2 separate regions of the Zea mays genome follow, and region 2 is linked to region 1. Evidence: chromatin contacts called from public Hi-C data. All regions are on one chromosome and are shown on one strand. The core of a region is the stretch at or near the end of the contact, and the rest is flanking DNA. Distances in the headings are between cores, read along the strand shown. Region 1 holds the start of LOC100275944. Region 2 holds the start of LOC103640814 (WD repeat-containing protein 48).

Region 1 (7,138 bases), core at 1,489-3,988:
CCGCCAACCCGTTCTCCCGCGCGGCCAACCTCCTCGTACGAGAGCCCTGGACCTTCCTTTTATAGGCGTAAGGAGAGGGCCCAGGTGTACAATGGGGGGTGTAGCAGTGTGCTAACGTGTCTAGCAGAGAGGAGCTAGAGCCCTAAGTACAAGCCGTCGTGGCAGCTGGAGAGGTTTTGGCGCCCAGTTCATGTGATGTCGTGGCCGTCGGAGGAGTGCTTGAGCCTTGCGGGAGTACAGCTGTCGGGGCTGTCGGATCCTTGCTGACGTCTCCTTGCTTCCGTAAGGGGCTGAGAGCCGCCGTCGTCATGGAGCACGCGGGGTGCCATCATTACTTGTTTACCGGGGCGAGCCAGATGGGACGCCGGTCTTGTTCCCCGTAGCCTGAGCTAGCTAGGGGCAGGGTAATGATGGCCTTCCCTGTGACGTGGCGGGTCCGAGCCTGAGGTCGGGCGAGGCGGAGGCTCCTCCGAGGTCGAGGTCGAGTCCGAGCCCTGGGGTCGGGCGAGGCGGAGTTCGTCTTCCGAGGTCGAAGCTGAGTCCGAGCCCTAGGGTCGGGCGAAGCGGAGTTCGTCGTCCGGCGTCGAGGCTGAGTCCAAGCCCTGGGGTCGGGCGAGGCGGAGACCGTCTTCCGAGGCCGAGGCTGAGTCCGAGCCCTGGGGTCGGGCGAGGCGGAGTCCGTCTTCTGACGTCGAGGTTGAGTCCGAGCCCTGGGGTCGGGCGAGGCGGAGTCCGTCGTCCGGCGTCGAGGTTGAGCCCGAGCCCTGGGGTCGGGCGAGGCAGAGCTTCCTATGGCGCCCGAGGCTGGACTTAGCTGCTGTCAGCCTCACTCTGTCGAGTGGCACAGCAGTCGGAGCGGGGCAGGCGGCGCTGTTTTCCTGTCAGGTCGGTTAGTGGAGCGGCAAAGTGACTGCGGTCACTTCGGCTCTGTCGACTGAGGAGCGCGCGTCAGGATAAGGTGTCAGTCGATCTTCGCATTAAATGCTCCTGCGATATGGTCGGTTGGCGTGGCGATCTGGCCAAGGTTGCTTCTCCGCGAAGACTGGGCCTCGGGCGAGCCGAAGGTGTGTCCGTCGCTTGAGGGGGCCCTCGGGCGAGACGTGAATCCTCAGGGGTCGGCTGCCTTTGCCCGAGGCTGGGCTCGGGCGAGGCGAGATCGTGTCCCTTGAGTGGACTGAGCCTTGACCTTAATCGCGCCCATCAGGCCTTTGCAGCTTTTGTGCTGATGGGGTTACCAACTGAGATTAGGAGTCTTGGGGGTACCCCTAATTATGGTCCCCGACAGTCTGTGTCGTAGTTTCATAAACTACGAGAGAGATATGGTTTTATGAACAAATTTATTTTTATTTTGTCATATGAAGAAATGTTCAATATATAAATTGTACATCATGATGAGTTATACAAATTTGTAGTTGAAAACTTTTTCATTTGAATTAATTTACTGCTTTAAAATGTGATATTTAAATTGTTTGTGCCTAGCGTTGGAAAAAAACACTCGGCAAAGAGATCTTTGTCGAGTGTTGTATTTGTGACACTCGGCAAAGAGCCCTTTGCCGAGTGTCAAAAAAAGACACTCGAGAAAGAAATTCTTTGCCGAGTGTCAAAAATAAAACACTCGGCAAAGAGCTTCTTCGCCGAGTGTTTTATTTTATCGAGGGTTTTTTGAGTGGCACTTGGCAAAGAGCTTCTTTGCCGAGTGCTCGAAAAAAAACACTCGGCAAAGAATATAGTACTCGGTAAAGAGCCAAATTCCGGTAGTGAGCTGATGAAAATCTTTCGAGTTTAATATCTGTTTAATTGCTTTGCGTATCTATGACGACTATTATCACTTTTGGATCACAAACGCTTTTGTACAAATATAACCAAGCTAACGAAGTTGTTTATGTGATCCCAGCCCTCGAAAAACACTACTGCAGTGCTATGTAATATAGATGCTCTAGAATTACCATCTCAGCATACTATACAACCTTCTAAGCGTTGTGATTTGTTCAAATTTGCTCTTCTACTTATATAACTCTACTTATATAACCATGTGCTCTATAACAACTATTTTTTATTATATATAAATATGATGTCGGTATATTGAACAAATAAAACTGATTGTAACAATGATTGTCAACACTACTTGGTACGCGCGTCATGAACCATGCACGAAGGAAGCAACCGTTTTGAATCTTCGTTACACCATTTCACCATGAAGAAACGAGTTGCGTACACATGACATGGGTAGCGATTGGTGTGAGCAACCAAATAGTTTCATGTTTCAGTTATGACTTGTGATGGGATAAACTAGTTTCTAGATTCCAGGTGATACTATGAGTAATAATACAGTACTTCTTCCTTTCATTTTTATTTATCGTGTTTTAGTTAAAAAATAAACTAATCGGTGACAAGTATTTAAGAACGAGGTAGTACTATATTTCAATTATAATGTAACAAATAAGTTAAAATGACATAAAATCATTTTTTGCATTCATTGGGAAAAAAACAATGCGCATCTTGAATTTCCCTTCGGAAAATTAGAATCAGAGTTTTTTCAATATTGAAAACTCATATATATATATGAATTCAAAAGTTAATCCATCTAGCAATTGCGATTCACGCGTTCTATTAACAAAAGTTGAATAAAAAAATATTACGATTTTATCTATTTGAAAAAAAATAAAACAACTGACACAACGAAATGTGCCAAATCAGGCCGTGGGAACAACGAATGTACCCATAGGAAATTTTGGTCCCCATATTGCAGCTTTCCCAACCAACCATGAACTCACCCGCACCACGCCGTTAACGGGTCCAGAACCTCGCTTCCAATCTGCCCTCCCGTGTCCCCCTCCCTGTCCGATTCCCCACAGTAGCGCCTCGCCCTCGTCCTCCTCCTCCAGTCCGGATCGCCATTTCCCACCGATCCGTCCCGGCATCGGCATGGCTGCGCCCAAGCCAAAGGCGCCGGCGCCCAGTGCTTCGGCAGCCTAGCGTTTGTTTGCCTCCGAGGATTTCCGCCTATCGCGTTACCGGATCTTCGGTGGGCCGGCGACCCTCTACGCCACTATGAGCTCCGACGGGCGCCTCCGCCGCGCGCTGGCCGCGTTCGGCGGCGACGTGTGGGACCTCGTGGACGCGGCGCTCGCCGCCGCCGCGCGGGACAGCCCCGGCGACCTGCGCGCGCGCCGCGACGGCATCGTCCAGCGCCTCTACGCAGGGGCAGCCCGCTGCCGCAACTGCGACGCCGACGCAACCCCGGCGCCTGCTCAGCCGAGGAAGGCGAATGACGCCGTCGCTGCTGCTGCTTCTCCTGCGGCGGCGGCGTCGGCGTTTCCGGCCTCGCCTGAACAGGAGGTCGACGCGGACGGCCTCGACGACGTCGACGACGCGGCCGACGCTGGCATGGAGAGCAAGATTCTGGCGATCAGGGATTTCCTGGAGGACCCGGACCAGGTCCTCAAATATCCCATCTATACCGCTTTTGATTGACACTTTGACAGTGCTACAATTTGCCGACAAAAAAGTAGATAAGGAGCTCACTGCTTCGATGCAATATGTACCTCTGTCTTGTGGTCTTCTCACAGTCTGAGGACGACATAGTGAGCCTACTGCAGAACCTAGCAGACATGGATATCACTTACAAGGCTCTCCAGGTCAAACTTGTTTTTTTTGCTTGGCTTTTTGTTGGTAATGTTGAAGGAAAGATTGGTTTCGATTCTTTCTTTAGGCAGCACAGCTCAAGGGGGTGAAAATTTTGTGATTCTGTCTTTGCAGGACACGGACATCGGCCGCCATGTGAATGGCCTGCGTAAGCACCCATCCAGCGAGGTCCGGCAACTGGTGAAGCTGCTCGTTAGGTGATGAATCAGCTGACTGCTCCATTGGATCGACAAGACAACTGTCTTCCGATAATCTGATTGTGGATTTGTCTTTGTCTTTGGTTTTGAAGGAAATGGAAGGAAATAGTGGATGATTGGGTGAGGCTGCACAACTCATGTGGTGATGGTAGTGGCTCCATCATAAGTATGGTGCTGTACAGAATGTTGAACTTCTCTAATGTGTTGTGTTTAGCTCCAAAGCTTTTCGAATTACTTCGTGTTTGGTGATAGTTTTGATACCTTTTCATTCATGGTGGTAGGCGATGGTGACTCACCTGACAAAGTTCAATCCAAGTACCATCAAAATACTCATGTAACTATTCTTCCACGCTCCAATTTAGGCTGATCTTTTGTTTCTTGTATATATTAATTTAGTAATTGCAAATAAAATAACTGTGCCACACCAGATAAAAAAAACTCGACCTACCAGTGGTAAGACAGCCACATGGTGTCGGATAGACAAGGGCAATTTTACCCTTTTTTTTAACCCACGACCAGTGCCAGGACCTTAGACCAGTGCTTCGGCATGGGACAGACGAAGGGATTTTTTTATCCCCGCATAAAATTTGCTCTCAAGGGGAGTCAAATTCAGAACCTGAGGAGCGCTACTCAGATCACCTAACCAACTCAGTTAAATCCATTTTTTTTAAAAGATTTGACCTGTGGACAGTATCCTACTAAAGGTGTGTAGCTCAATTTCCCTTTCTAGTAAATCCATTCTGTAAACAAGAAATAGTGTACCAATCAAACATTTACTCCCTAAGTGTCATACTTTGTAGCACACGTGCCTTGTTTGGTAGGGCTCTTCTGAGGAGCTGAAACAAGAGCCAGAGAGGAGCAGATGAGGCCTTAGTACCAATATGAAAGTCTAAGCAGAACCTAAATGTGTCATACCAATCTTCTTATACCTATAAATTCTTTTGCTTGTCTTAATGGCATGCTCGCCAACAAAATATTGGTTTACTCTGTTGCTATTGTGCAATTGCAGGCTTCAGACTTCAAGTATCCCCCCAGCCCACAGAGGCATAGTGAGTTCCCACATCCATTCCTTAAGAGGTTTAAGCATACCTTGCACATTGCATGACCGACTGATGGTCCTATTTTTTCTGAACCGTAGATGTTTTGAGCTCAGAGAGATCTAGCAACCACAATTTGGTGGAGTCAACAATGGAGAAGCGTAGAACGAGCCCTGCTCCTGCATACAATAACACCAAGCAGAACAACAGCAACAACTATTCCAGTATTTCATCGTCAGCACCAGCTGTAAGTCTCCTCTCTGGTTTCCTTTTTTCTCTTGCAGGTGTACCTGTCATTGTATAGGGACCATGCACTCAGTTTTGTTTATTGTACAACAAAAAGGCTTGGAAATAAGTTCAGTCCTCCCTGAAAAAAGGAAAGAGGAAGTAGGGTCAATGCTCTCTCTATCAGCATGGACTTGTCATCTGTTCGGTAGCCTCGCTATATACTGCCCGCTGCGCATTGGTGTATCATCACGCAGAGCAGTGAAAAAAAATGATATTTTACCGTAGCTAGGCTTTAACTTCTCTTAGTCTTCTGGCTTTGCTCTGTTCACGTTTAGCACAACAGTGCCTACTCTTTCGTGTGATATCATGTTTGTAATTGCTCTCCGCAGAGAGCAATACGGGAGCAAAAGAACACTCTTTTGGATTCTGAGAAGCTAGACTCAGCTAGGAAGAGGCTTCAGGAAAACTACCAGGAAGCGCAAAACGGTAAGATTTCAATGGCGCGCTCCGTGTACTTAGCACTGACTTAGAGCTTTACATACAAAGTTAAATAGTCTCTCACTAGGAATAATTCGTTGTCTGATCTCCCAGTGAACTTGTCAAAATGACGTGCTAAATTCAGGCCAATGCTATGCCAGTGAGATCCAACAGCAGTGATACTGATAACCATGTCTCTAAACATCTTCTTTTTTGAACGAAAATAAACATCTTTTTTTTCCCTCTTCCTTCTCAGCGAAAAAGCAGAGGACGATACAAGTGATGGATATCCACGACATACCGAAGCCGAAGAACAGGAACACCTTCGTGCGCAAGAGCGGCAGCAGCGCCGGATTCCCGGCAAAGCACCGGTGATCTCTGCCTGACCACCATCGGATCTGTAGCGGACTCAGCGTATTTATTTCTGTACTAGCAAAAAGAAAAAAAAGAAAGAAATTTTAAGAAGCAAACTCTTGTTTTCCCAGTTTGATTTGTAGCCCTGCAGTCCAGCTCACTGATATTATAGGGATATATATACTGCCTAGTCCATGAGGCTACGCTTTTGTACCTCTCTTTAAGATTGGAGAACAGAAGGAAAGCAAATTGTGTTATTATTCAATGACATTCACATTCCTGCCTGATAAAGATATGGCCGGTAGATCATGCATATGGCTGGATTACGTACATGATAGTTATCGAATGCTTGATATGATAATATGCATGTTTATTTCCATGCGAAAAATCCTAAAATCATACACCTACATTCTATTTGGACCACAATATAAAGGAGACACAAGAATTCGATACTAGTAATTCCTTGAGTATGTTGTACCAAAAAGATCATATTTGATCACAAACTGTGTATATCATCCATCTGGACCATCTCCAGGTAACACACGCGTCTAAAAGAAATACATATACCAACCCTCTATCCTTGTCTAGTTCTCTATGTTTCAAAACGTAATGTGCCATTCAACACAATATTGGTAATGTTGCTCCACTCTATTATTAAAAAAAAAACAGTGCATATCTCGCTCGCTTTTTAGGAGTCAATTAGTATCAATTCTGCTAAATATACGCAAAAGCCTAATATTTATGAGTAAAATTGTTTAGCTGTTCTCAAATTTGGCACGTTGTATCACTTGAGCCCCTAACTCAGAAAAATAGCTAAACAGGTCCTATATCTTAATCGGCCTATACAAAACCGTCCAAAACCGAGTTTGCTCTAACTGGATGTCGACGTGGCGTTTCACATTGGAGTGAGTTCCCGTCTTCCCGAACTTGGTTAGGAGCGGACCCAGCCAAAAGTTTGAGTGTGAGCCTAAAATCTAAGCGGGGGTCTAAATAGAAGCCTACTTACTAATGAACATTTATAGGTACAGTGAATAAGATAAAAACTCCACTAGAACCAGAAAATTGAGTGGGAGCCTGTGCCCCCACTCAGCCAAACATGGATCCACATCCGCCCTTGAACTTGGTATGCTGTGTCATTTGGTTCTTGAATTTAGCATGATGTATCATTTAGGTCCACGAACTTTGATTAGTGTGCTACAA
Region 2 (7,138 bases), core at 3,295-5,794, 280 kb before region 1:
AACCTAATGGTATACAAGTAGGCTAGGTTAAAAATTAAAACAGTTAATCACCAGAATACTAGACTCAGAAGAAAGATCTAGTGGGAACACTTGGGAAAGATATCAAGCTTCAGCTAATTTCTGTTACAGAACTTTTTAGATCATATGCAATTAATACTTCCAAAAATTGCACTTAGACAAGTTAAAGTTAACTTCTATGTCTGCAAGTAAGGTGTCCGCTGTGCAGCACAAAAGACACCCATATTATGGTCCGTATATTTCATAACTGGTAAAACAGACTAACTTTATGGTGTCTCTGCAGGAACACAAAATCATGGCATGTGGTGCAGTGTCTTCAAAAAAGAAATATAATTCAACAAAACAAGATAACCCTCATGCTTACAGGTGCCGATCCTTCTAAAGATGCTCTTGCCCTTGAGAATGACAAATTCCCAGCTAAGAATGAGGCACCCTTTTCGAAGACTTTTTGGGGTGTGCGCCCTTCAGCTGGCCATCCATAAACAGAAGAATCAGTTGTTGCCACCCATATTGTGTCATCTTGCAGAGACAACTGTAGAACAGGGTATTCATTTGTGCAGAGTAAAAGACTCTCTCTTGTGGACAAATCTGTTAGGTATACCTGGAACACAGGGAATACATAAAAGTTCAAAACGACGAAGTACAGTGACTATTCAATAATATACACAAGATAATTTAACTCACAGATTGATCTCTTCCACCACTGTAGACATGACCAAATGCAGGAGTGCTTGCAAGTGCCCAAACAGAATCAGTATGCACAGCATAAGAATGAACACAACGCTGCTGTCCTAGATCCCATAGTCTGCAAAGTAAATAAAAATATGTATCTATGATGTCAAACTTACCACAGCATTTATGCTAACATGAGAGAGGGAGATGGTTGAGATGTTAGAGCTGTGTGTTTACCTTATCATTGAATCAGATGATCCCGATAGGCAATACCTGAAAACATTGTAAAAAACTATTAGCAAATGGTTTGATGAAAACAGACAGTATTTAAAAGTTTCAAATACACTCCAGCTGAGTACTAGCATGGTAAACAAGAAAACACAGATGCCTTAGTATTACAGAAGCCAACATATGTAAAGCCATCCATAAACAACTTCTCTTTCAGGCACAAATAATATAAGTCTAAAACCTTTATGAATGAAGAGTAAGTGCCTGTTTGAGTGCTGTAGCATTAAGAAACCCAGAAAAGAGAGGTAAAGAGTGGGGTTCTCAAAACTCCAAAAAACACTACAGTTTTAGAAATGATATGGTTTTCAAAACCATAAATTTGTTGCTACAGGGCGCTCCAAAACTAAAGTGTTTCACAAAAAACCATTGCATTTTTTTCTAAAACCCTAAAAATACTTTGCATCCAAATGGGGTCTAGAACTCTAGATTGTAAAGAACGAGGAAACACAAATGTCTTGGTATTACAGCAATCAATGTGAAAACTCATACATACATATGTAAACTCAAACATTACTGATACATAATCATGGCAGCATTTAGAATGAAAGTGATGCATGCAGCGAGAATAAGGAAGATGAAGATCAATTTTTAAGCAATGCCAAGGAACTAGAGCAGCATAGCCTAGATGAATCTACAAGAACTCATTTGAAAAATGCCTAGACACCAACCTCCCTGTAGAATCAACAAGCAAGGCTCTGATATTGTCAGTGTGCCCTCTCAATTTCATGTTTTTCGATCCTGTCCTCGGATCCCACACTCGGACAACCTTCAAATAAAGCAAAAAAGGTCTTTAGGGGAAAATGTGTACTGAAACTGGCTGTTGACTAGTCTTGTAATCATCACAAAATGTCATTCTTATTATGTTACGTGAAGAGTGCAATACCTTCTCAGTGCCACCAGAGAGAAGAAGGGTTCCTGTATCATTCATCGCCAGTGCGTAAACTGAATCTTTGTGACCTTTGGCAGCTATTGGACTGTACCCATGTGATTGACCATTAGAGGAAGCAATATTGCTACTAGAATTTATGCTGCACAGTGTTGTCAAAGCAGGCCCGGAGTTTCCATTAGGAACCTCATCCTCTTTTGCATCCACAGATTTGGCTACAGGAGCAAGAGCAGCATCAAGGTCCCAAATGAAAACCTCACCACCAAGACCACCAGAGGCTACAATATTGCTCTACAATTCAAAGGCAAAAAAACTGTAAAAAATGAAAAGGCTAAAAATACCACAGAAAAGCACAAGTGTGGATAATATTACATTATTCTCAGCAGCAGCAAGACAAATCACGTAATCAGAATGCCGGCGGAGAGTCCTGGTACAGGCACCATCAGAGAAGCAATTCCACACCTGTGTAGTTAGGGAAATGAAACACATGCATGTTCAGCAAAATAATATTTAAGAAGAGAAAGTGTTAGACAACAAACCTTTATTGTAGTGTCTGAGGAGCAGGAAACAAGCTTGTCTCCAACTATAATGGCATCATTAACCTGCACAATAAAGAAAAAGCTTAAACAACATAAAACAATCAATGGTACTACTATTCAGTATTCCACTTACAGACAGAAACTAAATGTTAGTTTCAAACAAAAGTTATCTCCAAATAATAAATATAATGCCACCAGCTTTCCAAACTTCAAAGCATATTGGGAAACAGATAACTGCTAAGGCATATTAGGACACAGATAACTACTAATGCTAAAGCATGTGATTAGTATTCTTTCCAGCTCACGTTGTTTTTTTCTAAAAAAATAACAGTATAACACAGCATCAAACAAATAGGCCAAAGAAGAATAGAATCTGAAGTCTTTCTTTAACATTACCCTTCTGTCCACTTTTGTCGAATATGAAACTGTGGTGCTCTGATTTAAACATTGCAGCTAAGAACACGAAAAAGAAAAAAGAAAGAAGGGGCTGAAAATAATGGAAACCAACTTGAATATATCAATCTAAAATTCTAAACGTCTGTTAACATAATGAACTCAAAATGTCAATTAGAATGTTGATGCTAAAATATATGGACACTAGAAATGTGCTAAGCTTTGGATCCAAATAATAGACCACAGACACCATGTTAAACATAAACATAACTAATTTATAAACATAATGGATATTTAAAGCACTGATTGATGAAACAGTAAGCCTAATTATTAAAAACAGAAAAAAGCATACCCAATCAACATGAGACTCGAAAGTTCCTGAGAAGCTTGCATCCCCATTATTTAATTCCCATCTTTTCAAGGTACCATCACGGCTCCCGCTAAAAAGATGATCACTTGTACTAAATATGGAACCATCTAGATAAGCCAAGCAATTGATCCCCGCACAATGCTGAAAAACAAACAGAAATGAATGCATTATCATCGCCATTGAGTGGAATATGAATTGTTTCGAATGTATATAGAGTACCTAGGAAAAGCTAGATCTAAAGGGAAAAACTGAAAGAGCTAGCTTATTTAATATAAACATACCTTTTTATCATCAGCATCATTGAGTACATATGTGAAGCGCTTCTCTTTTCTCGGTCGAGTCGAGCCAGCTGTGTTACCAGCACTCCCAACACGATGCATTGAAGGAACTTATCTAAACTCGAGCGGCAAAACCTGCAAAGCAGTGATAAATATTTTGTAAGGGCGCTAGAATCACAAAATAGCTAGTATGGTCCATCATAGCGCAAGAAGAAATAGCTTTCAGCAAGTATCTAATCAGAAAATTTGTGCATAGATACACTAAGGTCCAACATCTAGTAGTGCTATGCTGCAGATCATGTGACCACCCTTCACGTGACACGCGTGACCGCCCTTCGTGTGAAAGGCGGCAATTCAGAGATCAAAATAACGGAAGGTAGACACTCTGGGCCTCCCTTAGACCCATACATTATAAAAACACTTAATGCCAAAAACAACATTTCCTAAAATCTTATCAGCTGAAAACTTCACGCATGTATCCAAACAAGCCATAAACTACCGAATTGGGAGCATCTGTTCGATGAGCAGTTCAACGCAAAACGCACATCAATCTATAAGTCTGTGCCTATAATACTGTCATTCACAGCTAGAGAACAAGGTCAAAATTCTACATCCGCTGCAACACCGGACCACACGTGCCGCCCGAGCAGAGAGCCGGGCACGACCTAAAACAGACTCGGCACCGATCAAGCCATTAATCGGTAACAGTGGAGGAGGAGCGATCAGTTGTTAGAGCTGAACTAAGCAGCGTGACCACGGTACGCGATCCGCAGCAATCAGCAATCGATCGTCACCTGGGATCGAGCGACGTGCGGCGATCGGCGGCGTGCCGGCGTCGGGACGCGGCCGCGGCCAGCGCGGAGGCACAGATCTAGGGTTTAAGCGCCACGGCGCGGCCGAGGGCCCCGTGGCACCGGGAGAGGCGGGGCGGGCGGCGGCGAAGTGAGCGACCTCCGTGAGACGATGGAAGCAGATGGGCGGATGCGAAGCGGCGGCGGTGGGAGTTGCCCGCTGCGAGGGGCGAACGCGACGCGGCAGGAGAGGACCGGGGTGGAGGAGCCGAGGAAGACAGGTGGGTGTCGTGTAGTTAGCTATGACTGGGTGGGCCGGGCCGTGGACACTTGAGTGACGTCACTTCAGTAGCGGGCCGGGTTTGGTGGGTGTGCGCGGGCCGGTGCTGCGATCTGCTAAAATCGCGGGGTCCCGTAGCTACCTGCTTTTGGTTCGTGTCCTACCCGCTTCTTTCGGAAAAATAATAAATTAATTAACTTGATTTGTTCCCAAAATACGAACTTTAGCCACCGACTTTTATAATGAAATAATATAAATATTTAATAGAACTCTAATACTCCCTCTGTTCAATATGACGTCGTTGACTTTTTAAAAAAACTTTGATCACTCATCTTATTCAAAAAATAATAAGTTATCATTTTTTGTGATTTGTTTTATCACTTAAGATAATTTGTGCTTACTTGAAGTTTTACATTATTGAGTAAATATTTTGAATAAAACGAGTGGTCAAAGTTTTCGAAAAAGTTCAATTGTGTCATATATTTGTGAATGTAGGTAGTATATAGAGGGCGTGCATTTTCTTCGGTCATAGCTACCTGATCAATATATTAAAAGGCGACCTGTTGGACACCAAAATGAGCGGACGGTCCGGCCCTTGGGCCCGGTGTCGGTGTTTTGGGTCCGACCGCACACCCGGGGTTGCCCCTCAAGGTGTTTTTAGGAGTAGGACGGTGTCAACGACTGTAGCAAAATGGTTCGTGCCGATCGCACGAGAGACAGTGGACAAGATTTACAGGTTCGGGCCGCTTAGAGATGCGTAACACCCTACGTCCTGGTGAGTATACGAGCGTGGTTACAAGAGGGCTCTCTGGATTGAAGGCACAGAGAGTTTACGTGGGTGGCTAAGTAAGATAGGGTCGATCGTTCTGAAGGGGTGCCCCCTAGGCCTTATATATTCGACCGTGGGGCAACACATGTGGGTATGATAACAACAAGTAACTAAAAGATAGTGAACCTCTCGAGTTTATCCTGCGTGATCCTCGCCGACTTATCCTCGCACGGCTCCGCTGCATGGGGGCTCCCGCGCGGGAAAATCGGGTCTCTGTTGCGATCATTCGCTCGACGATGTGGGCCGCTCGGGTTTGCACCAATCGGCCTCATGTCGTTCCCCCTTGCTGGTTGTTCCACCCCAGGCCCACGAAAGAATGACCTTACGAGTTATTGGGCCCTTGGGCCTTTCGTGAGGTCTTTTATTCCTTTAGTGGACCTAGGGGATATCTATCCCACTACACCAAAATAGTGAACTTCCTAGAGCCTAAACCCTAGGAAGTTAGCCCTAAACTCTAGGAAGTTAGCTAAACTCTCGGAAGTAAAGCCATCCCGTCGAAAGTTTGGCTCTCGAAATTTTTTTTGTCGGAAGTTAGCTTAACTTCCTAGAGCCCTCTAGGAAGTTAGCTAACTTCCTACAGCCAAATGAGCCTCTCGGAAGTTAGTAGGTTCTCGGAAGTTAGTAGCTTCACGCTGTCAGCGCCGTCAGCTCACTAACTTCCTATGACTAACTTCCTACGGCTGACTGTAGCCCCTAGGAAGTTAGCTGGCTAACTTCCTACGACCCAGTTGGCATCTAGGAAGTTAATTTGACCAGCATTACAAATGTTGTTTATTTTTATTTTACACCACATTCCACAACATAACAAATATATCAATACTATATAGCACAACATATTTTCACATAAAACATCTCACACACAATCACATAACAATATTTGAATCCATAGTCTCATCAATTACATCATAAAAGTCTCATCCATAGTCATAATAAGACACATCTCATCCAGTACTAATAAGAGACAATATCTCATATATAGTCATAATGAAAGTCTCAAGTATCACAATACATAACATGGAAGCTCACGATCGCCGACCGCCATCGGGGTACTGTGACGAGTGATGGTCGATACCTCCACTAGCGAAGAGGGTTTCGACAAAGTCTAACATGTCTTCTGGTTCATGCGTCAGCAAGGTAGTGGAGGGGTCTAATATACATGTACAAATGATATTTGCTGAGTTACATCATAATATAACTAACAACAAGTAAATGATGATGAATTTACACACCTGATGTTCGGTAGGTAAAGAACATGCATCTCAGCACAAGATAAAGACCTCAAGTACGATTCTTCAAGTATTCCTCAATCATAAAAAGCACAAACAGCAGTGTTTGGTATCCCTGTGTCCAGTGCAGCTTGCCTTGCAGGAGCTTGTCTCAAATTAGCACTGAAGATGTTTCCAAAAGCAAACCTCCTGCGCAAAACAATTCCATTTAAACAAGACTATAAGCTTGAAAGTAGGAAGGGAGCACACTTAGCACCATCAGCTTGAAGAACTTGAACAAATATATCAATATGCAAACAAGTATAATAAGCATTGGAAGCTGGCACTGATATCATTTAAAACTAAAGTTCGAGGATATCACCTGTGAATGTGGCATTAAATGAGTTAATATGCTTGTCTCCATGTTTGTAGCTTTAGTTTACCAGTATAGTAATATGGAAAACAGACGCCATGCATGTAAATTCCTGCAACATGTCCTTGCCAAATCAGGGATAAATCTTTGCTTGCCAAATTCAATAACTGATGTCCTTGCCAAATTCAATAGTTCAAGAATTAACAGCTACCACTC

The links. A called contact is a pair of places that touch in the nucleus more often than the background predicts.
Region 2: a Hi-C map of leaf shows a contact between it and region 1, with 9 times the contacts expected there. The contact joins the promoter of LOC103640814 here to the promoter of LOC100275944 in region 1. A contact is called at or near these places in 2 of 25 Hi-C or Micro-C datasets (ear and leaf).

What each region holds. Positions count from the first base shown.
Region 1 is chr10:8,247,292-8,254,429 of Zm-B73-REFERENCE-NAM-5.0, reverse strand. It overlaps LOC100275944, which reads left to right and starts at 2,738. Exons shown (of 9, transcript NM_001149868.2): 1 at 2,738-3,438; 2 at 3,570-3,638; 3 at 3,760-3,842; 4 at 3,935-4,008; 5 at 4,124-4,176; 6 at 4,852-4,891; 7 at 4,981-5,126; 8 at 5,497-5,593; 9 at 5,841-6,211. The coding sequence starts at 3,052. The coding sequence ends at 5,959.
Region 2 is chr10:8,524,687-8,531,824 of Zm-B73-REFERENCE-NAM-5.0, reverse strand. LOC103640814 (WD repeat-containing protein 48) reads right to left here and starts at 4,544. Exons shown (of 18, transcript XR_004853109.1): 1 at 4,239-4,544; 2 at 3,448-3,579; 3 at 3,149-3,307; 4 at 2,404-2,466; 5 at 2,237-2,326; 6 at 1,862-2,155; 7 at 1,647-1,744; 8 at 928-963; 9 at 703-823; 10 at 383-619.